Linked DNA regions of Mus musculus: all the other regions are linked to region 2. The links are chromatin contacts, called in public HiChIP or PLAC-seq maps. All regions are on one chromosome and are shown on one strand. The core of a region is the stretch at or near the end of the contact, and the rest is flanking DNA. Distances in the headings are between cores, read along the strand shown. Region 1 overlaps Zfp462 (zinc finger protein 462). Region 2 overlaps Gm12514 (a long non-coding RNA gene). Region 3 holds the start of Rad23b (RAD23 homolog B, nucleotide excision repair protein).

Region 1 (3,960 bases), core at 1,257-3,756, 130 kb before region 2:
AAATGATTCTAAATGAGTAGAACTTTCACTTTGGCCATGACAAGAACAAATGATTAGTAGCGATAGAAAACACTCCTCTTTGCCAAGAATAACAACCCTGAATTTATAAGTTTATCAGTTAATATTTGACTTCTACATTGTATTCTGAGGTTCTGGATTTGTTACTAGAAAGAACAGCCTAATACATCCCCTAACCTGTTGACCTCATTGTATGAATAGCCCGTGACCTGTAAATACAGTTTTTCAGGATGGTGGTTAGGTTTCTGTGTATTTCTGGTCAGGCAGTTGTAACATGTATGCATTCATTCTGTTACCCTTCTTCTTGGATAATTCGTATTCCCACTCAAAGGAAAGTAAGACAAACATGAAGAACAAACAGCACGTGATAACTCAAGCCCTTCCTGAGAATTGTGACTGAGGACATCTGGGGATCTTTCATGTCTTATAAATGAAAGTAGGTTTCTGGAGTGGACAGAGGAGAAGCACCTTCTGCTCTATCTGGATCTAGTTCTCAGAGGCTTTAAAAGTTATAATTAGTTGCTACTTAATCACGTGGCTGTGGGCCTTCACAGCTTCATTTCTGATCTGCAGCCCTGTGGTCAGAGCACAGATTAGACGGGCAGGGCCTGGGTGTTTTTGTTTGGTCACTTCCTGGAGACACTTGGACTTTGCCTCGAGGACCCCCTTCTGCTCCAGGCCATCAGGCTAGAAGAGTAGTGTTTGCCAAGCTGACCTGGACAAGGGTTGAAAGCAGCAGGCTTGTGAGAAGGCTGTGAAGCGACAAGAACACCTCCCCTCTCCAGTGTCACGTGAGCTTGCGAGGATACACAGCAAAGACATGTTTTGATGCTTTCTTCCCCCCAAAAGGAAACTCAGGATGCAATGGACCCTGGAGTTCCCAGCACCAGTGTGTGGGCAACGAGCTTAGTGGAAATTGGTGATGAGAGTGAGAGCATGCAGTTGTGCCCACTCTGCCCCTCTCCTCAGCCGGTGTGTTTTCAGATCTCTAGCATGGACTGTGGACTCTCTCTAAGTATGTCTTTAAGCCATTGCTAAACATAGACAATGGGCCTGGGAGCTGTTCCTGCAAACACTATACTTTGAACTCATAGACTTTAAATATGAAGGAAAGAAGCCCTTCATTAAGCATAGTTTGAGGAAGAGTTAGGATGGTTTAAGAGTTTCCTGTTCAGAGCACTGCTCACTTAAGGTGAAGGTTAGTTTAGAGTGAAGTCTAGTCAGTTCCCAACTGTCATCAGCCATGGTGTTAGAAGTGGGGTTTACCTGAAGGAAGCATATCTGGCCTTGAGGAACCTGCAGCTATGGCCCTGGGAGGGACAGGTAGTGGGAGGGAAGGATGTCTGTTTGGTTTCTACATTGATCTCCTGACCTTTAGAAATAACATTTCTTTTTCAGTTCAGAAACTTGCATTTGTCCTCTTGGTTGTGCTGATTCTGTGAGGAAAAGGTGGTTAAATCTCCTAATCACGGGTGTTATTAAATGAGGTAAATACGAGAACGAGGCTGTTCGCTTTCAATCATAATCTCACTGCAGACCCTCTCTAGGTTAGCCTTTTACAACTGTTGCTCCTCTGCGTCAATGAAGCAGTCAAACATACAAGTTTAATGCCCCATCTTTTTTTTTTATTTCCCTCCCTGTGTTTTGGCTTCTTGGAGGACTACACCGTGCTCCAGAAACACTTTCTGATTGACAGATGAATGGGTCACCCTGAGGTCCAGTTTGCTTAGTGGGGATCATTTCTACTCCCTATTTTCCTGCTCTTGCTTATTACCTGTGTGTACTTTTGTGGTCTCATAAATATATCAAGTTTCTTGGATTGTTTGGGCTATGCCAGCAATTTCTGTTTTCTTCCGTCAGCGTCTTCAGGAGAGCCGTGTACACAAAGACAAAATGGCTTTCAAAGTAAGTCTCCATTCCCATTTCAGTATTGGTACAGACATCAAATTGAAGGCCACTCCGCTCTTCCTGCCACTGGTTGTATCAGCTGCCTGGAGATTAACCTCTTCTAAGGCTCTGAGCTATTTTTGAGGTAAAGACTGCAACAACATTAAAGCTAGAACCCATTAGAAAATCACTTTCATCATCTCTCCTTTTTCCAAATCAGTGGCTCTTTCCCCCTCCTCCTTCTGATCTCATAACCCTTTAATCTCCTTTGTAGCAGAACAAGGAGACTGTTAGTGTTTGCATGTGATGGGGTTAGCATCCTTCATAGAGAACAGTTTCAGAAGACACCAAGATATTAGAGAAGTGTATGGAAGATGGACTCCATCTCCAGGTGGACTGCCTCAATGCTCTGCTCTCCTTGTGCAAGCGGGGCCATTTTTGTGGATGTTTTGTGCAAACCAGGCTCAAAGTCTCCAAAAGAGACACAGCAGAAAGCCTTTTGTTGCATTATTTCTAAAGGCTTGAGGTTTTGAAGGGAAGGGATTTTGTTTTCCTCTGAGCTACACAATGGAGCTTTCACAGAACCTCCTTTAAAAGGAATAGCTACAGCCTTTGTGTGGAAGGGTGTGTCTTTTGGCAGGGTCTGCTGATGCAGACAGACTGGCTGGTGATTAACAAAGGTCATTAGACTTTGGAATCTGGCTAGCAGCCTCGGATGGTATGTCTTCTGTGTGTGGAAGGACGACTCCCAAGAAACCAAGGCATTCTGGAGGTCCCCTCTCCAGGACACCCCCAAATCCTGCTGCAGGACAGGCTCTGGTCCAGGGGCGTCCTGATTTAACCAGTACTCTGCTGGGACTAACGAACCAGCCTATCAATCATGGGATAAAAGAACCTTTGGAGATCTTTGGTGAATGACATTTGAGGAGGAGAAAGGTGCTGCTTTTCGAGAAGAAATGAAAACAGTTAATTCTTTGTTGGGAAGAGCAGAGCTTAGGAGGAGCCCAGCCTGCCCTCGTAGCGTTCACTTGTGATTGTCAGCCTAGCAAAATCCAAGCGAAGCCATGTTGTGCACGGAGGAGAGGCTCTGAGCTAAAATGGCTGCTCCTACAGCTCAGAGGACTAGGGCAGCTTAGTGAGTCTTAGAGCTTCAGTGACGCAGGAGCTCCTATCTCCTGAAAGTGTGATAAACACATTCGGCAGGGCTGTGGCTTGCTTGGCTGAGATGAAAGGACTAAGCTTGGGGGATGGGGAGTGCGCATTGGGTGATCTGCTTTTTTCTGTGAAGTGTTCTAAATGCAGGAGTCGTCTGCACCATGGAAAAATTTGTTTTCAGGTCTAATGGACTGTGCGAAAGGAGAAGTGGGGTGGGGCTCAGTGACTGCTGTAATTTGATCCAGAGCTGATAGCAACCTCTTCCACACAATTTGGGCTGGTGCTCTGACATAAAAGCTTGTGTATCTGGAATATTGAGACTTAGTTAGCTGAAAGGACTCTGGTGTCCAGTTCAATGTTTATTGAAATAGGATAAATTGTTGGGTGAAAGAAGAGGAGGTAAAATATCTGTGTCTCACTCTGCAAAGCCCTGTCCAGAGCTGGACTTGGCCAGTACTTATTTTAGCAGGCTCCGGGCAGGAGCATTCTTTCATAGAAAATCCTCCTGCCATGGCTTCTTGCACTCCACTGACACATCATTGCTGGACTTTGTTCCTCCAGCAGAAATCACATTATCTTTTGTAAGAGAGGCATAGAAAACTGCACCATTAAAAAAGATCTGGCTGCAACCTGAATTCTTAAGACATTTGGTTCTAGATTACAGTACAGTGACTTAGTAGGGCTTGTGATGTTCTCTGTGAAGTAACTTATTCACTGAGATAATAACTGGGTATCTCCTTACAGGATATACACTAAGCTAGGAAGGACTCCACCTTCCCAATATTCTCGTCACTTTGTGGTGAGACTCTGCCTTGAGCTAGCGTGAAGCTTCCCGTAGGTTTCAGTCTCACAGTGAATTACAGAGTAAGGGAGATGAGCTCTGCTCTGCCTTGTTCCACA
Region 2 (3,936 bases), core at 804-3,303:
ATTTTGATTATTTTGAGACAATAGAGCTCTGGCTATCCTGGAAGAACTCACTATGTAGGCCAGACTGGCCTTGAACTCACAGAGATCTGCCTGCTTCTACCTCCTGAGTGCTGGGATTAAAGGTGTGTGCCACCACAGCCAGCTCAATAAACGACTTTGAGAAAATGATTCCATGCTTTGGTATATGATCTGGGTTTGAAATATGGCTTTGTCAATTAATTGCCAACAAAACACTGAGTTAGCCTCTTCAAGCTTTAAATTTTCATTAGCAGTAAAATTAGTCATAATAAGATCACTATCTTCTTAGAGGTTTGGTGTGGATTAAATAATAAGAGATGAACCTTACATAGCTAGGTCTTTGTATAAAGAGTCTTACTGTTTGAGGGCATGAAGGATAAGAGGAAAGAACAATAAATCCAGCCTGTAGATGACAAAGAGTTTACACAAGGCTTGAGATGTGCACTTATTCTTAAAGATCTTCACCAGGTGGAGGAGGGCAAAGGTGAGGATGAGCCTTCTGACAGAAGGAGTAGTTTACTCAAAGCATTGAAAGCTGGAGACAAGCTGGTGGGTTTAGAGAGCAGTAACTACAACCATATGCCTGGTGTACAGGTGGGATGGTGGTGAGAGCAGAAAGGTGGAAAGTGACAACATTCACAGGAACATGGAAGATTTGGGATTCGGTCTATTGGAAAAAGAGGGCACCTGGAAATCTCAGCCCAATAGCCATGCATCATTGGCCTCCCAGGTGAGTATCAAATGGCCATTATCTCTCCTGTGCACACTAAGATGGTGTTTTCTGTATGGACTAAGGTCCATTTAGAGTTCCTTCCAGATGCTCACAGTAATATTATTCAAGGTTTGCTTTGAATAGGGCAGGGTTGTGAGTCAGAGATTTAATGCAATAATATCCACAGATCATGTTGATCTCTTGGTGGTGATGTGCAGTCGCTCCTTCTCATTGACTCTGCAGGATCTGGGGACATACTGTTTCTACTCGGAGGTACCAGACTGCTGGAGTGCTGGGCAGAATGCAGATGGATAGCAAAGAAAGACTTGCTTCTTAAGTAATTCCACATATTAGTATCACAAGGATAATCTCTCACAATCAGCAGACAGATATCCTTATTTGACAGTAGGAGATGCCAACTGCTTAGGCCTATGTGACCCCTTTCCTTAGGTGCTCCCCCATCCTCATGCCCACACTCTATGCACTCCTGCATGTCTGTGTCATATGCTGAGCCTCTCTCTCATCAAATAAAAGCCCAAGACTCTAGAGTTTCCCCTCTCTCTCTCTCTCTCTCTCTCTCTGTATGTATGTATACCAATTCTGCTTGCATGTATATATGTGTGTGTGTGTGTGTGTGTGTGTGAATACGAATATATATATCCAGATCCCCTTGAACTGGAGTTACAGGTAGTTATAACTGCCATGTGTGTGCTGGGAATTGAACCCCAGTTCTTTAAAAGAGAAGCTAGTGCTTTTAACTGCTGAACCATCTCTCCATCCCTTGAACCTTTCTCTTTAACCCATCTCACGTCCCAATTCCCAACCTAGTACAGATTGTTAGCCATGGTAGAGCAAAAGATATCTCAAATTCCAAATTCCCAGACTGCTGCTTCCTAATGATACAGGTTCACTATGAATACACCCAATCTATCATTCAATCATTGAAGGCAAGATGAAGATGATGGACAGGTGAGGTAAGGATGGTGGACCATCATCAAATGTGAGGTGATGGACAATCAATCATTGAAGGCTAGAGGTGAAGATGGTAGACAATCATCAAAGGGACGATAAGGACGGTGGACAGGCAAGGGGAAGATGGCAGAGTATCAATCATCAAAGATGAAGTGAGGATGGCTAAATGCCAGCTTACTTCCAGAGAGGCTACTTGAGGGAACCTCACAAGTTGTCGCAAGTAGGAGCCAGGCCTGAGGGCTGAGAGGCCAATTCCACATGCTTAGGGTTCTAGGTACACACAGCAATTGAAGAGACCATCTGGAGAGAGGAGCTTAAGAATATAATAGAGAGCTGGTTGATCCTAGCATATATCAAGTCTTTGAGGAAGTTGAGAGACATGTGCGCGGTGATATCTGTGAATAAAGCACACACACACACATCCTCTAAGATGAAAGAGAAGTGCTACAAGGTTGGTAAGAGACATTGGGGGGAGCTTGAAAAGTGTGTGGAGAGAGGCAGTTGGAGGGGATTCTGAGCAGGAGGCTAGGGGAGATCCCGGTCCCACTTGTGTGGTCCTGAGGTAGAAAGTATGAGAGGTGAACAGCTTTAAGTTGAGCAAATCATTGTCTCACAGGGTACTGGAACAGTGCACCCTAAAGTACAAACAACAGAATGAGCCATGGAAAGTCACATCTTATAGTCACAGTGGCTGGGAAATTCAAGATCAGAATTCCAGTGAGTGAAAAGGTCAGTTTAGGAACTTTGGGAAGGTCAAGAAACACTTGCCTCTCCCGGAAGGGAGAGGCTAATTAACATTTTTCAGACCACAGGGGGGAAACAACCTGCGGGCGGGGACACATTCCACAGGACTGACTGTTGCGCACCTTCAGACAAAGGAAGTCCTTGTCACCTCATTCCTTAAAGACCAATCAGTTGAAAGGTTGCACTGTCATATTTGCCTAGTTGCTGATGCTCTATTCTGCCCCTGAAAACCATATAAAAACTTACCCAAATGGGTGCTGGGGGTCACTGCCTCTCCTTCGGGTCTGAGATGACCCCAGTGCACTGGAACAATAAATTTCTCTTGCTTTTTGCATCGATCCTGGCTCCATGTGGTTCACTCAGGGCGACCCTGGTAAGCTTAGGCTCCCCGGAGTCTTACATGAGTTCTGCAAGCCCCTCTTCTAGGTTGCAGAGTACAGCTGTTTGCCCACTTCCTATAAGGGCACACATCCCATTCCTACGGGCTCCACCTAATTAATCCCTTCACTCAGGCCTCAACTCCAGATAAGATTATAGTTTCACCGTATGAGGGAAGAGGGCAACAAACACTATAGCTGGAAGATAGAGTGGGACAGGAGGGGTCCTAGGGTATGATGCTGGAGAAGGGGGCAAGTCAGGAGACTAGTTGAGCAGAAGCAGCAACTCACTTAACCCTCAACACCCCAGCAGAGGCCTGTCATCTTTGAAGTAGGTCACAGTCAACTTGCATGTGACAGATAGATAACCAGGTGAGGAGGCTGGTGAGCTGGGTTATTATGGTTGGTGCATTACATTGTCTGTAAGCTACATACCACTATTTAAAAATTGAAGTAAAATCCCATTAAGTCTATTGGAAAACCTGACATGTAGCCTGAAGAAATAACCATTCCCCCACAATGAGAGTTGGGTTTGATACACATTTTTTCAATTGTATTTTTCCAATTATTTCCATACAAATGTATATTCCCTCTCCCAGTCTCCTGACCTACCTTTGTTAAAGAAACACTTCTACTCTGATGTCATATACGCATATACAACATTATGTTTAAGCACATTCTTAAAGACTAAAGGTATGAAAAAATACATTTAAGAATGAAAATAGCTAATTGTGAACCTTAATGAACATTTCAACAAGGTCCAGGTTAGGAAGAACTGAGTTCCTCAGGGCTGTTGACTCACCTCAAGAGCCGAGAAAGCTTTTAGCCCAGGTGAGAAATGCCTGACACAGGAGCCAACAAAGTTCACTTCTTCTGTAAAAGGAAAGGATGGATCTACTTTAAAGGTTAAATTGCGATCTGGGAGCTATAATAGCACTGTCAAATAATTATTATTGTTATTTTTACAAATCTATTTCATTTTAAAACAAGTTGGGAAATTTCTAACTTAGTTTAAATGAGACCTCAGTTCTCCCAGGCCTGATCTGCCACCTGAGGCAGGACCGCCCGCTGGAGGAGCGCTGTGCTGAGTCATTAAGATGGCAGCTCCCACAG
Region 3 (4,115 bases), core at 1,165-3,664, 220 kb after region 2:
AAAACATGAACAAGCATGCCCCGACTTAGACCTCTGAAACCATGAGCTAAGAGACCTTTCCTCTTACGTTGATCACTGTGACATTTTGTCATGCATGGAAGTAAAACGCAAATATAAAGAATGTGACATGGTGCAGGTGCCAGCACGCCTTTGATCCCAGTACTTGGGAGGCAGAGGCAGGCGAATCTCTGAGTTCGAGGCCAGCATGGTCTACAAAGTGAGTTCCAGGACAGCCAGGGCTGCACAGAGAAACCCTGTCTCGAAAAACAAAGAAAAAAACAAAACAAAACAAAACAAAAGAATAAAAGAATGCGACATGGTTTATGTTTTCAAAAGACAACTCTGATCTAGGGATACTGGTACATACCTGTAATCTCAGCACTCAAGAGGGCTGAGGCAGGAGAATTGCAAGTTTCAGTTCTGCTTGGGCTATATAGTTGAGACCCTGTCATAAGAAACAAAATCAAAACTAAAGCCCCCAGTTTAACATTGGGTGCTTTGGCTGCTGGACTGTTGTGGGATTGGATGCGAAGCCTCCTTAGAAGACAGCCACTGCTGATGGTTGTAGACATGGAAATCATGGGGGGAAGTGGGTAAACGTGTGGGTACACAGTGGAGAGTAAATGTGATAAGACCTGACCCTGTTTTGGATGTGGTGGCTAGGCAGCAGGAGTCAGGGAAGAAAGGGACTTAAGGATGATGACGATGTTTGGATCTGAGTACCTAAGAGGTGGAATGTCATGAGTGAGGGGAGAAATGGCTTGAAGGGAAAGCCCATAAGGAAGTCAGTTGCTACCTTTGCCCATGTTTTTTTCCAGCATCTGGTTACGCTGAAAACAGTAATACTGCTTTGCCTTTGGCTGACCCTATAGCTAAAGGGAGAGATCCCAGCTGCCAGTTTTTCAGAGCAAAAGTTGAGCATACCTGGTGACTAAGACTAGTTCCACAGGAAGACAGCCTAGCCGGCAGAGAATTCGATATTTATCATAGTTCAGGGACATACCTTGTCGGTGGAGAGGGGGCTTGGTTAGGGAAAGTTCCATGACAAAATTATATCCTAGCTTCTGGAATCATGAAAATCCAAATAGCGATACTGTAATCATTGATGGTGCTGGCTCAGAGATGGGGGATGCTCATAATTGTCCTCACTGTGGTCTGATGGTAACTGCTTTTTCTTCTTTTTAAGTCTAACAGGGGTCACTGCACTATTAAGAGGCAGCATACAGACAAGCACCTAAAGTGTCACTTACTATTGTGGTGCTTATTACCCGACACCTCTGCACTCTGGTCTTATCGCTGTGTAAATAATCATACAGCTACAGCCAAGCACTTAACTTTGTGTTCCTGACTCTAAGACTTACATGCATTATCCCACCCTCTCCAACCACCAATTAGCTGAGTGACATCTCACCCTTACTGCCAAGGAACCAGAAGCACGTCTACCTATTTTTCTAATATTTACCTTGTACCTACAATGTGCTAGGCTTATTCTGTAGGCTTTGGGGCACAACGTGGGCAAAACAAAATGCATGCCTCTGTGTAGCTTCAGCCTGGGGACCAGAAAAAGAAGAGAAGACACACACGCTAAATACACATAGTGTAGAGTACCCAGAAGGTGATGAATGGTTACTGAGACAAGTGGAGCTGGATAATGAGATCCGAATAAGATACTTTAAGTTGGATAGGCAGGATAGAGTTCAAGAAGGCGACATTTGAGCAAAGATTAAAAGGGTCCACGTGCAAAGGAAAGCAGCGCTTGGGGTGAGGCGGGGGGGGGCGGGGGAAGGGGGTGAGGAGAGGCAACCGCCTAATATCTACCACCAACACCTAAACGAAGCAAAACGATAGAGGGAAAGGCGTGACACAACTAGGCCTCCTTCTTAAATCCGCCTTTCTTTAGAGGTGGGAGGTCCCAAGGCTGGTGAGAGAACACAAGACTGGCAAGCAAGCAGTCCATGGCTGAAGTCAGTCTCAGAATCAGGGAAGCAACCGGCATTACACATGCTCGACTGGCGATGTGCGCCCCTCCTGGGCCGGCCCTCGGCAATCCTTGCACTAAGGCTCCGCCCGCTCCACCGCCCTCAAGGTTCCGCGCTCGCTGAGCCGCAGCCACTGAGCCGGGACTCCACGTAGCCGTTCCCCGGCTACGGGTTGCGCAACTCGCGCCGCTGGGCGGAGCCTGGATGTAGGCGGAGCCACTGCAGGACCGCGGAGCGGACCAGGCCTCCGCGAGCGCCTCTGCTTGCGAAGTGCGCCTGCGCACGCCGGTGCCGCGCCGCACGATATTCCAGCCCCACCCATCGCCCCGCCTCCAATTCCCGGGCGGAGTTCCTGTTCACGCCTGCGCACTGCGTCGCCGCACCCTGCGCCTGCTCAGATCGCCCGAGTCTGGCCCCATCCTCCGGGTTTTTTTCTGGTGGGGGAGGGGTCACGTCTCGGCGAGTCACGGTGATGGCGGCCACCATCCTGTGGTGAGGTAGCGGGTTCTCTGCGTCTCTCGGGGAGTCCCTCGCGCCTCCTGCGGGCCCAGTGGCTGGCGCGTGAGGAAGCACCGCGGGTCGAGCTTACCGGGAAAGCCGCGGGAGCGAGCGGCGGCGCGGCCAGGGGAGACGCGGGGCCCGGGGTGAGTGCGACTCCGGGCGAATGTGACAAGCCCCCCCACCCCCACCGCCTTCCTCCCGAGAGCGCGAGGATCGCGGCCACCCCGGGGCGGCCAGGCCCCGGCTTAGGCACCATGCAGGTCACCCTGAAGACCCTTCAGCAGCAGACCTTCAAGATCGACATCGACCCGGAGGAGACGGTATGCGCCGCCGGGTTAGGGGAGCGCGGGCCCGAGTCGGGGCGGCGCGGGAGGGCCCCAGAGGGGCGTCGGGTCACCGCCGGCTTTGTGGCCGACAACGAGGAAGGCCCGGGGGCAGATGGCGTGGAGCAGCACCGGTCCGCGTGGGCGCTGGTGGCCGCGGCCCGGAGCGCGTGGTCGTGGGGACGGAGGGGGAGGGGAGACCTGGCGGCCTGGGCGCTGGAGCCGGGCCTGACGTGCACAGGTGGGGGAGGGAGGGAGACCCAGGCGAAGCCACCACCCTCCGGCGACATGGCTAGGTGCAGAGGTCTAAGGGGCCGGTTACCCAAGACGGTGGGCCTTAAACGCGCCTAGTTTTGTCTGCAGCCGGGAGGGATGGTGGGGGAAAAATGAATTTTTTGGCCTCTCAGAAGGAGCCCTTTTATTTATGTCTTATTTTGGATTAGTTTTTACGATCCTTCCCCTCGCAGCCACTGAACCCACACCCACAGGTGGATTACGTTCTGAGGCCACGTTGGTGGTGAAGAATTTTGCATTAGAAACCTTCAGATCCGGATTTAAATGCGTTCTTTCGGTCGTCTTGGGAACCTGAACGCTCCTCGGACTCCTAGAATAGTAGTATTTGAAGGGAGGGAGAAAAATATAAAAACTTGGTGTTCTACAGTTAAAAAGCCGACTACTACACTTAACGAGTTCACGTGATAAATTCTAATGCAGTGGTCTCCGGTTTTGCCTGTAAAAAGATCTGTGTTAACTTTAATACAACTTTATGTCAGGAATCTAAAAAATGTCATGCGAATAAAATTTTTTCTCACGTGGAATTATGACGCTATGTCAATAGATTACTGCATATTTGTGTGGGGGGGTTTCCTTCTTCTTCTTCTTTTTTTTTTTTTTTGACTGATTGAGTTTGTAATTGAAACAACCAGGACGTGGTGTTAATTAAATAGATCCGAGATCCGAATTCTATTTGTGGCTCTATAACTCGTTTTCTACAGCGGGACAAACTACCCTGTTTGATTTTCTGAAATGGGAACTGTACCAGCTGAGATGGTGAGGATTAAATGGCATTTAGTTGATTTCTAAATAAGGCCTACTATGTAATCAGTATATGTTTGTGTGAAGACATGGTGTTTTGTTTTACCTATCACATCTAATATTCTAAAGTCTCCTTCAATCTTTAATAAGAAGCCAAGAATTCCCAACCTTTTTGAAATTGTGGCACAAAATAATTTTATAAGAAGTTATTTAATTTCCAGATATCTGCAATAATTCTTGAAAGTATAGAAAAACATTTACATGAGAGCTCTGCAAT

What was found. HiChIP or PLAC-seq counts read pairs in DNA pulled down with a chosen protein or histone mark.
Region 1: a contact with region 2 is called in an H3K27ac HiChIP or PLAC-seq map of embryonic stem cells, with 20 read pairs. The contact joins two enhancer-like sites. A contact is called at or near these places in 5 of 484 Hi-C or Micro-C datasets (embryonic stem cells and extraembryonic ectoderm), 6 of 115 datasets of contacts at active chromatin or transcription factors (embryonic stem cells, extraembryonic endoderm stem cells, stem cell-derived neural progenitor cells and 1 more) and 2 of 9 other capture datasets (adipose tissue and pancreatic islet).
Region 3: an RNA polymerase II HiChIP or PLAC-seq map of embryonic stem cells shows a contact between it and region 2, with 14 read pairs. The contact joins the promoter of Rad23b here to the enhancer-like site in region 2. A contact is called at or near these places in 2 of 484 Hi-C or Micro-C datasets (embryonic stem cells and olfactory sensory neurons) and 4 of 115 datasets of contacts at active chromatin or transcription factors (bone marrow-derived macrophages, embryonic stem cells and extraembryonic endoderm stem cells).

What each region holds. Positions count from the first base shown.
Region 1 is chr4:55,002,660-55,006,619 of GRCm38.p6, forward strand. The region is part of intron 1 of Zfp462 (zinc finger protein 462); the gene reads left to right. Among named protein-coding and RNA genes, the nearest start is that of Zfp462, 57 kb to the left of the region's middle. Within about 2 kb of position 2,507, at least 203 of the 459 cell types and tissues checked have an H3K27ac peak or open chromatin away from gene starts, as enhancers often do. A contact at or near this core is called in embryonic stem cells, extraembryonic ectoderm and trophoblast stem cells, where this site is marked.
Region 2 is chr4:55,132,483-55,136,418 of GRCm38.p6, forward strand. It overlaps Gm12514 (a long non-coding RNA gene), which reads right to left. Exons shown (of 3, transcript XR_881288.2): 2 at 3,626-3,696. Among named protein-coding and RNA genes, the nearest start is that of Gm12514, 4.7 kb to the right of the region's middle. Within about 2 kb of position 2,054, at least 20 of the 459 cell types and tissues checked have an H3K27ac peak or open chromatin away from gene starts, as enhancers often do. A contact at or near this core is called in embryonic stem cells, extraembryonic ectoderm and trophoblast stem cells, where this site is marked.
Region 3 is chr4:55,347,628-55,351,742 of GRCm38.p6, forward strand. Rad23b (RAD23 homolog B, nucleotide excision repair protein) reads left to right here and starts at 2,415. Exons shown (of 10, transcript NM_009011.4): 1 at 2,415-2,800. The coding sequence starts at 2,735. It overlaps Gm42290 (a long non-coding RNA gene), which reads right to left and starts at 575. Exons shown (of 3, transcript XR_881289.3): 1 at 368-575.